Linked DNA regions of Zea mays: region 2 is linked to region 1. The links are chromatin contacts, called in public Hi-C maps. All regions are on one chromosome and are shown on one strand. Each heading gives the region's core, a stretch centred on a gene start, on an enhancer-like site or on the middle of the called end of the contact. The rest is flanking DNA. Distances are from core to core; before and after follow the strand shown. Region 1 holds the start of LOC100192701. Region 2 holds the start of LOC100192791.

Evidence for each region. Hi-C and Micro-C count contacts between places; a contact is called where the count stands out from the background.
Region 2: a contact with region 1 is called in a Hi-C map of ear, with 1.5 times the contacts expected there. The contact joins the promoter of LOC100192791 here to the promoter of LOC100192701 in region 1. A contact is called at or near these places in 3 of 25 Hi-C or Micro-C datasets (ear, leaf and tassel).

Annotation. Positions count from the first base shown.
Region 1 is chr3:172,302,427-172,307,331 of Zm-B73-REFERENCE-NAM-5.0, forward strand. It overlaps LOC100192701, which reads left to right and starts at 3,455. Exons shown (of 9, transcript NM_001137904.3): 1 at 3,455-3,722; 2 at 3,910-3,938; 3 at 4,035-4,108; 4 at 4,243-4,344; 5 at 4,512-4,515; 6 at 4,635-4,726. The coding sequence starts at 3,523. LOC100284088 reads left to right here. Exons shown (of 9, transcript NM_001156986.2): 1 at 1-50; 2 at 141-169; 3 at 817-890; 4 at 977-1,078; 5 at 1,194-1,197; 6 at 1,365-1,456; 7 at 1,533-1,694; 8 at 1,991-2,081; 9 at 2,232-2,488. The coding sequence ends at 2,314.
Region 2 is chr3:172,618,384-172,623,646 of Zm-B73-REFERENCE-NAM-5.0, forward strand. It overlaps LOC100192791, which reads left to right and starts at 3,326. Exons shown (of 16, transcript NM_001358555.1): 1 at 3,326-3,555; 2 at 4,486-4,558; 3 at 4,655-4,764. The coding sequence starts at 3,451.

The sequences.
Region 1 (4,905 bases), core at 2,205-4,704:
ACCATCTGCCGCGAGACCAGCAACTGCTGCGACACCAATGGCTGCTGCCGGTACCGTCTCGCTTGTCCTCTACTATTATCTTCGCATTGTCACCGCTGGAACTAGATTGAGCGAGCTCATTTGGTATAATTTCTCTGCAGATCACAGCCTCTCAAGTGGTTCACGATTCGTAAGCCCTCTCAAATCAATTTCTTTTTTTACCCATTTGGATGCTGCACTGGATGAATTGTATACGATACTGCACTGGATGAATTGTATACGATACTGCACTGGATGCACTGTCTACGATACTGCACTGAATGCATCGTTTATGACCTATGAGTTTGTTCGTTTCAAAAATGACCTACGAGTTTGATTTGTTTTATGCTGATGAAGAAAAAACAGCTAGTGTATACATGAATAGCACATGATTTTCCAAGCTTTTAAATTCATATTAGTAAGGACTACAGAATTATCTCTTATATAATGAAATTGGCGCCTTAAAACATCACTAAATAAATTCCACGCCAACTATTGATCTGTTGTTGACTTGGAAACGGTAGAAGTATGAATTCTTGAGCAGGAACAGTGAGCAGCCCCCAAATATTTTACCGCCTGATTTGTTGTTTCAACAAGCTGGTTTGGTTGCCATCATACATAAACTGGTGTCCAACTTCTTGACATTGAAATGAAATGTGTCGGTGCTCCATTGCAACTGTAAACCATGCCAAGTTTATGTATTGCACAGTTGCACTTTGGCCCCAAAGTAATAGATAGGCTAAGACAGTTGCATCCAAGTCTGTTAGCCATTTCATGACCTTTGTTCTGTCTGAACAGATGGTCTTTGGCCACAGTATAACTATGGGGGCTGGCCATCATGCTGCAGACCAACCAGATTCAACATAAATAAGGTGTCAGTCTCAAACTTTCTTCAGAATGAGATGTCTGAACCACTGCAAGTATGTCATGTCAGTGTGATTTTTTTTATATGTTGCAGATCTTAATGTTGATGCCGATACTCGAGAAGTATTGGCCGTCCTTGTACTGTGGTTCTTCTTCAACCTGCTTTGGTGGAAGGGGGCCATTTTGGGTGCATGAGGTGACTGGGGATTTTTGAGATTTGGTTACAGGGAATAACGCATATGCTAAGTGCTGACCCTATTATTTCTTTTGTTTTGTGTGCATGTGCTGGTGGTTTACCGGATCTTGTTCAGTGGGGTATGCAGTTTCTGAACTTGCTGGGCACGAATAACGTTCTGTTCTGTTACCTCTTAATTGGGTCGAGGAATCTGTTTATGTTTTGCTGTGTAGCAGTGGATGCAGTTTTTGCAGATATACTCCTAAGAATCTAATGTTAAGATAACCCATTTACTCTTTTCTGGCAGAAACTCATGGGACCTGTGCTTACCCTGAAATACAGGATGAATATGACTACTTCTCCACAGCACTGTATCTCTACAGCAAATACAATGTTACGGTTAGTCATCCACGCCTCTCCGCACGATGTACTTATTGCACAAGTCATGAGAGATTATTAGCATTTTGTCTTACAGAAAGCTCTGAGAAAAGCACGTATCCGGCCTACAAGCGGCAGAAAATACGCCGTTGGCCATATTGTTGCCGTCATTGAATATGCGTTTGGGGCAATGCCGTCACTCGTCTGTAAGAACGGCTCAGTTCAAGAACTCAGGCTCTGCTTCCACAAGGATTATCAGGTAGGTAGTTTGTATCAGTCATGTCAGCTTCATAGCTTCTGAATCTCCGAATCAGCCAAATCAGTTGGCGCTGGAAACTAACTGAACTTATGCCACAGCTCGTCTAAAAAACAAAACTCATGCTGCTAAGTAGGATAAGTTTAATAAGAGTTCAGCTTGTGATTAGGAGTGGAGCAGGCTCTAATTTCTGGAATAACTAAGAAAGGGGCCATCAGGCTCTAAGCTGTGGAGATAGACACACGATTGCTCCGAGCCCATGTAACTTGGTTGATGAGTTGATCTGCATCTCTTGGCAGCCTCGTGATTGCACGCTTGAGGCCGGCTCTGCACCGAACGGCAGAAGCTACTGCCCTCGCTACATCACGTTCCCGTCGTACAAACCGTCCGGTGAGTTTCTGTTTTCTATTACTGCCGTTGTGTGAATGGAATCAGTGCAGGATGCACAGCCGCACCGCACAGGGGAAGAGAATTGAGTCCAGATTTGTCATGGCTTTGCCGCTGCACTACTCTGATCGGACACTGTGATTGCGATTGCAGTGGTGGCCAATACTACGGAGGGGATCAACAACCAATCCAATGGCGAGGTTCCGAGCTACATGCGTACGTCTGACTCTGAGTAGCGTCCAGGACTCCAGGTTCTGTGGGCCTCTGCCGAGCCGAGTTTGTATCAAATATCAATAGAGCGAGACGCCACGGCGTGCTTGCAAAATTACCGGCCCGGTATGGTCCTGTATAATTCTTTCATTCACAGTATCGAATGACTGGCCACCGCGCACCGGGATTTGGAAATGAAATGTGAATGTTAATGTATATTATATTCACTTGACTGTACCAGATTCGTGCACAGGATAGTTTGACAACTTCGTTTTTTTCCAAATTATTCTCATTTCCTTACGGCCCTGTTTGGATCATTGGAATTTAATTTGATTCTAATAATAATAATTTAGACACATCAATTAAGCTAATACAGTTTTATGTAAAATATATTTATATACTATTATTAATAAAATATCAGAGATATTTATGTACTACATTTTTACTATAGAGTAGTTAGTCTAAAAGCGTATTATAAATTGTAGAGTATAAATATATTCTACTTATACATAAAATTATTTTTTCCTCTACTCCATGAATTTGAGATAGACTATCTCTAAACTTTGAAAATTGGTGGAATATCAAATTTCAAACTAAATAGATTACTTTATTAAATAAATTCCAATTTCTACTAAATAAATGGATCTAAACGCTCTGTAAAGGAAAATAAACTGACTTTTCTTGAAAAATAAAAATACCTTCGTAAAATAGCGTTCCCAAGCTAGGGCTCGTGTCTCATACTTTTTCTCCGCGAGGAGTTGAGAGTCTGCTTGCGTTGTTCCTGGTTGCGTGTCACTTTTCAGTTCTGGTCTTATCGCTGCACGCATCTCGTTTGCGGTTAGTTGGCTTGGCTAGTTGCTTCGTCGCATCGCAACCGGCTACGGCCGATGCTGATGGCCAAGGATATTCCGTATCAAACCCATGTGCGAGTGCGAGGCCAAGGATATTCCGCGCTATCTTCTTCAGTTCTTCCATTCCGTTGAGATAATCACGATACGCAACAAAAAAAAGTTTTTTAGCAGCTAATAAGGGGCAAAAAGGAAAACAAAATTAGAGGTGGTCCCCGATACGGCAGCGCGGGGCCCCACTTGCAGCGAGACGGCCGTTTCCTAGCCCCTCCGAGCCACCACCGTTGGCGTTGATACAGCCCCCCCACCTGGCCTCATCGCCCCGAAGAGTTGTGGTACAGTTGTACTGAGCTGAGCTGCCGGAGGCAGAATAGGAGAGGCAGGCGATGACGATGGCGACGAAGGCGGCGTGCGTGCTGGCGGTGTGGGTGCTCGTCGCATCGGGCCTGTCCGACCTGGGCTCAGCGCGCGCGCCCCTGGGCAGCAAGCCGCAGCGGGAGTTCGACTACTTCGCGCTCTCCCTCCAGTGGCCCGGCACCATCTGCGCCTCCACCCGCCACTGCTGCGCCACCAACGGCTGCTGCCGGTACGTGCTCCGCGCTGTGCCGCGCCGCCGACCGGTGGCTCCCTTCCCCTATCTTATCCTCCCGTCCAAACGCCGAGAGCTCGCCGCTCGCCCCGTAGATCAGTTTTCTGCTATCCGATTTCGTTTTGGTCGATGCGAGACCTCACGCCCTTTTTTTTTTGTCTCTCCTGTCCTGCCCCGCGTACAGCTCGGAGCCTCTCCAGACGTTCACGATCCGTAAGTGCTCGGCCTTTCGATTTCTGTTCATATGTTCCGTCAGGTGAATACGGGATCGGTTTCGTCTGAATTTCGCGACTGTTGCCGCTCGAGCAGACGGGCTATGGCCGGACTACGACGACGGGACCTGGCCGTCGTGCTGCCGCCGCACCCAATTCGAGATGGACAAGGTGACTGCCTGACCCACGGCCTCACAGCGGGTTGCTTTCGCTTCCGTTTGGTCCTCCTGTCGCGTTTGGTTCTGTGGACGAGTTCTCAACAACCGTGCTGATTTATGGTTTCGTGCCATCATCTGGTGGTGTAGATATTGCCACTGAAGGAGGTGCTTGACAAGTACTGGCCGTCCCTCTACTGCTCCAAATCTGGAACATGCTTCAGCGGCAAGGGACTCTTCTGGGCTCACGAGGTGCAGTAGTAACATCCGAATTCAGAACTAGATTCGTCCATTGTGCTATTTAACTCCGAAAGGCTACATTATGCCTCAGTTTGAACCTCTTTGCTGTTTCCTTTTCATGTTGTCTTTGTCTTACGGGGTGACGTTTTCTGCTCAATTCGCCTGTTGCTCATCTTCAGTGGGGTAATGTTCTTTGTTTTCAATGACTTTTACTTGCAAAATAGTCTGACATTATGCTTTGCGCAGACGTTTCTGATAATTGCATGACTGGCATACCCTTAACATGGAGTTTCATTTTTCAGAGAAACATGGAACCTGCTCTGCCCCTGTGGTTCAGGATGAATTACAGTATTTCACCCTTGCCCTTGACCTCTACTTCAAGTATAACGTTACGGTTAGTACCTAGGTCTTTGACAGATCAGTCATACCGTAGCATTGGTTTCTTGGGTAGCCTATAGCACCTTCATCTTACCAGCATGGTTTTGAGAAAGTGGTGCCTAGTGCCTACACAATCAGAAAACCAGCATGGAGCTTTGTGCTTTCTCTATCATAAATTTGAATCGCTTGGGCTGC
Region 2 (5,263 bases), core at 2,076-4,575, 320 kb after region 1:
CATCTGTGGGCCTTCTTCTCATCATACACAAGCCTTTCTGCACTCTGTGACGAAGGAGGGTCAACCCCCTCGATGGCTCTGGCGACATCCCCGAGGTGTTTCCACCCCATCTGCTTCATGCCCCGAGGGTGATCGCGACCCTCGTGGCCCGCGGCCATGTCCCTACTATCGACGACTTGGAGTTTGTGGGGATGGTCGATGGCAGCGGGGACCTTATTTTCGACACCCTCTACTCAGACTCAGGCTTGGACCCCAACGATCAGCGAGAACGGACCCCCAACGAGCGGCGAGAACGGACCCCCAACGACAGGGAGAACGAAGGTCGCTCGCCCCTCTTGATTCCTACCCCCCGAAAGGCCAAACATTGTTGATGGTACCGACGAAAATGGGGGTGCCACGAGCGGCAGGAGTTGGAGAAATTGCCAAGCGTAATGTCTCCGCCAAGAATCCTCAGTAGCTCTCGATAGGATCGAGTTCACACTCCGCTTTGTAATTCCTTGGTAGCTATCAATGAAATACGGTTTCGAAACCGCTTCTAATGCCGGACATAGGAAATGGCAACAAGCCCTAACCTAGGCCTATCACTCTCTCTCTTTCTCAGTAGCTAACAGGGCAGGCGACGCGTCGGACGTCAGAGGCATGGGACAAATAGCAAGGGGATCGATGGAGAGATGGGTGGGAGCCCCCTTTCCAAAACTGATCGTTTCGAGTTTTCTTATTTTACGTTAAGAATGAAATACTCCTTTTGTCGGGTATGACAATTAGGGGTACCAAACTGCACCCCCAAAATAGGCTTAAAATTCTAGGGACACCCCTAAAAAACAAACCCCCAACCTCCGCCTGTCCCGAGGTCCGTGTCAAGAGCCATCCCCACAAAAGCTCCCCACGAGGGCCTCCCAAAATCTCTGACTCGCCCGAGCCGAACCTCAAGTTGGTCACATACTCGGGAGGGTCTCTGCCTCGCCCGAGGCACCCTCGCCTTAGGACCGCCTTGTCCGCCTTGCCCGAACCTGTCTCAGGTGATAAGGACAAAGCGAGCCCGAAGGCAGGTGGGGGACACCCGCTAGGGATGGCAACAGATAAACTATCCATGGATAGTGTCTCTAGACATCCATATCCGTGACTTATATCCGATATCCGAACCCATACCCGTTACCCGCTACGAATAAAAACAGTATCCACATCCATTACCCGCGGGTAACGGATATCCGCGGATATATCCGTTTGCCCACTATAAGTTTAACTTCACACACTTTAGGAAAGAAAAGACTAGCTGTAATATATTTGGTCCCAGAAAACAACATGGTTAAGTCATAAAATATTCCCAGTTTCTCACAAACAATAGCTGCAGTTGTGGCAACGGGAGTACGGGACTTGGGCAGTTGGGCTGGCTGTGGTCCGTGAAGTGGTTCCAAACTCCAGTGACCCCACATGTCGAGTTACTTTAACGGATATTCGGGTATTCAGATATGGATATTGATTGTTCGTACCTGTTTTAAAAATATCCACGGATACCAAATGCTACCCGTATCCGTGTCCACGGGTACAGGTTTGTACCCAAAACCGTGCCCAACGGGTTTTTTATCCGCGGGTACGTGGATAAATCACATCCATTGCCATCCCTAACAGCCGCATTCAATGCGCGTACCTACCCCACGCAAGGTTACAGGCGTACAATACAAGACGACTATGGTCTTGTCCAATACCAACAACATGATTACACACGCGCTACTGTGCACGCACGTCGCATGCCATCCCCTGACGGGATGTTTAATACAACAGAAGAGCGGACTAGCCCTCGGGCCCAAACTCCGCCTCGCCCAACGCCAAGCTCACCCTCAGATACCGCTTTCGCCTCGCTCGAGCTTGGCCTCGGCTACCTGCTATACCACGAATCCTGCAGGAAACCACTCCGTCGACTGTGGCACACATCAGTAAGGATTCAGCCATCACCTCGGGAAGACTTCCGCCTTGCCCGAACTCGGCTCCGATCTCGATATCTGCAGCCAAGGGCACCCCAATGTCATCAGATACAGAAGCGCTGACACATCCCGCAAGTGGCTTTTCTCCATAACTAAGCCCTATTACAACCACTACGATATGGGTAGCCCTCCCCTGAGGGCTCGGGCATAGAGCCAAACCCTCAGCCTTAGCCTCGGCTCTCAGCGGGAAACCAGCGAATTCAAGTGAACAACGAAGTACAAAGGCCTTGCTGTCTACAGGACGTGAAGACACCCTCCGCAGCAGGCAAGCAGCCTCATCTACAAAGACGTGCTCCCCTTAGGCATATAAATAGGGTAGTCTATGACCTCTCTAGGGGACAAGGCGAACACTTCGTAGCTTTCTCCTGGCATTCGATATTGGCACTTGTCTCAATCATTTCTAGGGACATATGATTTAGATTTTTTTTCATTTTCCATGGATTTTTTTTGAATAAGAGGAGTGATCAAAGTTGGGTTGAAAAAGTCAAACGAAATATATTTTAAAACAGAGGGAGTACTATTTTAGATAAGTTGAGTATTATAGATAAACCTAATCTGTTAGGGGGTTTTTGGGTTGAGGAATCCTTCTATCTAAAATGAGGTGGTGCATCATGGGTCAATTCTTCAAATTTGTTGGGATAAGTCTATTTCTCATATTAGTATTAACTAACTAACTAACTATGATGAATGAGTTGGTGATGGATCAATTCATTCCATTTCATAAACCAAACAAAAAAAGTGAGGAGCTAGAAGATGATGGACTAGCTCATTACTCAAACCAAACACTATATTATATAGTACTATTATGATGAAGAAGCCACTTTAAACCAGTATACCCCGTTTGTATGTAGATATTGGAGCACATGATTAGAAATTGGAATCAGATTTCTAGAATTTTATTATTTTGTTGTACATGAAATTGAGATTTGGAATCAGAGACCTAATTCCATAGAATTGGACTATAACTAGAAATTCCGTCTCCTAATACAGAGCACTACTCCTCTGTATTGAGTGGAATTGGACCACACAAATCCAAACTCTAATTCAATAACATCCAAACAATATATTTGAAATTATATCTCATTTCAGTATCATGTTTGATTTGTAATTGAACCCAATTCAATTTTCATGCTTTCCAACATCCACATTCAAACTGTAATAGCAAATAACCCAGCCGGGCTTGTCCAACGTTCACATATTCGGAGCGAACCCTATGGCCCACTTGTCGGCCATGTAACTCGGCTGTTTCGCACAGGCACGGCACTCGTTGGAAACTTGGAATGCCCTATCAGATCGCATCGCACCCAAAAATCAAGAGCCTGCTGGATTCAAACGGCTGATTCAAACGACCAGAGTCCGGACACTCACACTCCCCTGCTGCGCCTGCCGCCTGCGTTTCGGCCACCGCACTACTTCCCCAATCCCCTTGATATCGCCCACCCGCGCTCGCCGCCGCCGCTGGGCGGCGATGGAAACCCTAATGGTAGACCGCGTCCACAGTAGCCTCCGCCTCTTCATGTACCGCAACGCCATATTCCTCTGCGAGCGCCTCTGCGCACAGTTCCCCTCCGAGGTAGCCCCCTTTTATCCATGTTCCTTAACGAGGCTAGTACGTCTCGATTCGGTGTATTGCGCGTGGGAATGGTACATCTGGGGGTCGGATCAGGCGTGTGGCAGTGATTTGAGCGCGGGGCTCACCTCCGTTGTTTAGTTCGATTCAGTAGTCTTCTGTCGTTTTTTTTGAAGTGTCTAGGGTTGCATTAGGAGTAGAGTAGCAGAGTGGTGAGCTTTTGGTCTGTAGCTTATCTAGGCTTGAATTAGAACAGCTCTCTATAGCTGGTGTAGGGAACTGGAGTATCCCGCGTGATTCATCTAGGGTTCATAGTGAACTTTTACTGGAGAGGGTGATTTTCTGCCTAAATTTTTGAGGCAATTTCACAGGTAAAAGCTCTACTGGTGTTTATGCATAATGGGCATTGGTTACAGTAACGTGTATGCCTGTGAGTTCTTTTCCTTGTCAGAACCTTGGGGTGACAATATTTATAGCCCATTAGGTATTCAGTTGCTTGAATTCTATGTTCTTACAGGACATGCTCACCCACTTTCTTTTCTAACCTTATAATTACTTGAGGGTGTGGGTTTTAATTTTAATTTTGGTTCTTGACGTGGTTCATGGGTCTTCATGTGGGATGAAGTTCAGGAATTTGAATGCATGGTTTTGTGTTTTAGTTTTTATTTAGGTTCTTGATGTGGATCATAGGTCTTCATGTGGGATGAAAGTCGACATAACTTGAATGCATGTTTAGTGTGTATGAGACTATGCATTCAATTTCTTAGCAGATGACCTCACTGATTAACCTGAATCTGTGCCTGCTTTACAATGCTTTCTTTTCAATTAGTAATTCTTGCTCACAAAAAATCTTAGTTTATTTTTTTTAATTTTAAGTCCATTTGCAACATAGTTGTGGGCACTAAATGTTCTTGCTCTACCTCCTCTGCACAGACCAATGTGCAATTGCTAGCAACCTGCTACCTACACAACAATCAGCCATATGCTGCATATCACGTTTTGAAAGGTAAGTTTGGATGGTTATATGCTCGCCATGTAACACATATATTATATAAAGGTAGTTTGGATGGTTTATGGATTTTGTTTCTGATGTTATATGAAGGGAAGAAGCTGCCGGAGTCCCGGTACTTGTTTGCTACATCATGCTTTCGAATGAACCTCTTGCGTGAAGCAGAAGAAATTCTATGTCCAGTCAATGAGCCAAACATGGAGGTATAAATCATATTTTAGAGTGATTTGTTTATGTAAATATCTCTAACGTTGAACACGAACCTAGCCATTCTATTGGAGATGAAACCCAAAAGAAAACATGTAGAACGTGAGTGAACCTTGATTTGTGGTTTATGTTGGGTTTCAACTCTAGCCTATCCTAATTTGTTTGGGACTAAAAGGCTTTGTGTGTTGTTTGTTGCTGTTGTTGTGAATATCTCATTCGTTTGCCTTTGTGCAACAAATTGGTGTGTGAAAACTTGAGTGTGTCTGTTTTTGTGTAGAAGAAAGTGTGGTGGTATTATAGCAGCAAAGTATTTTTCGCTCAGTAATAAACTATATTAACAACATAATATTCAAAAGGGACTTGACAGCACTACATTAGTTTGAAAAATAAAATATTGGTAACAATAGTTTGTTTCCTTATGGGGTTCCAGTTTTGAATAAAGGGAGGTGCATGATGCACTTGTTGGTTTGTGAACTAGAAATTCCATAGCTAGTT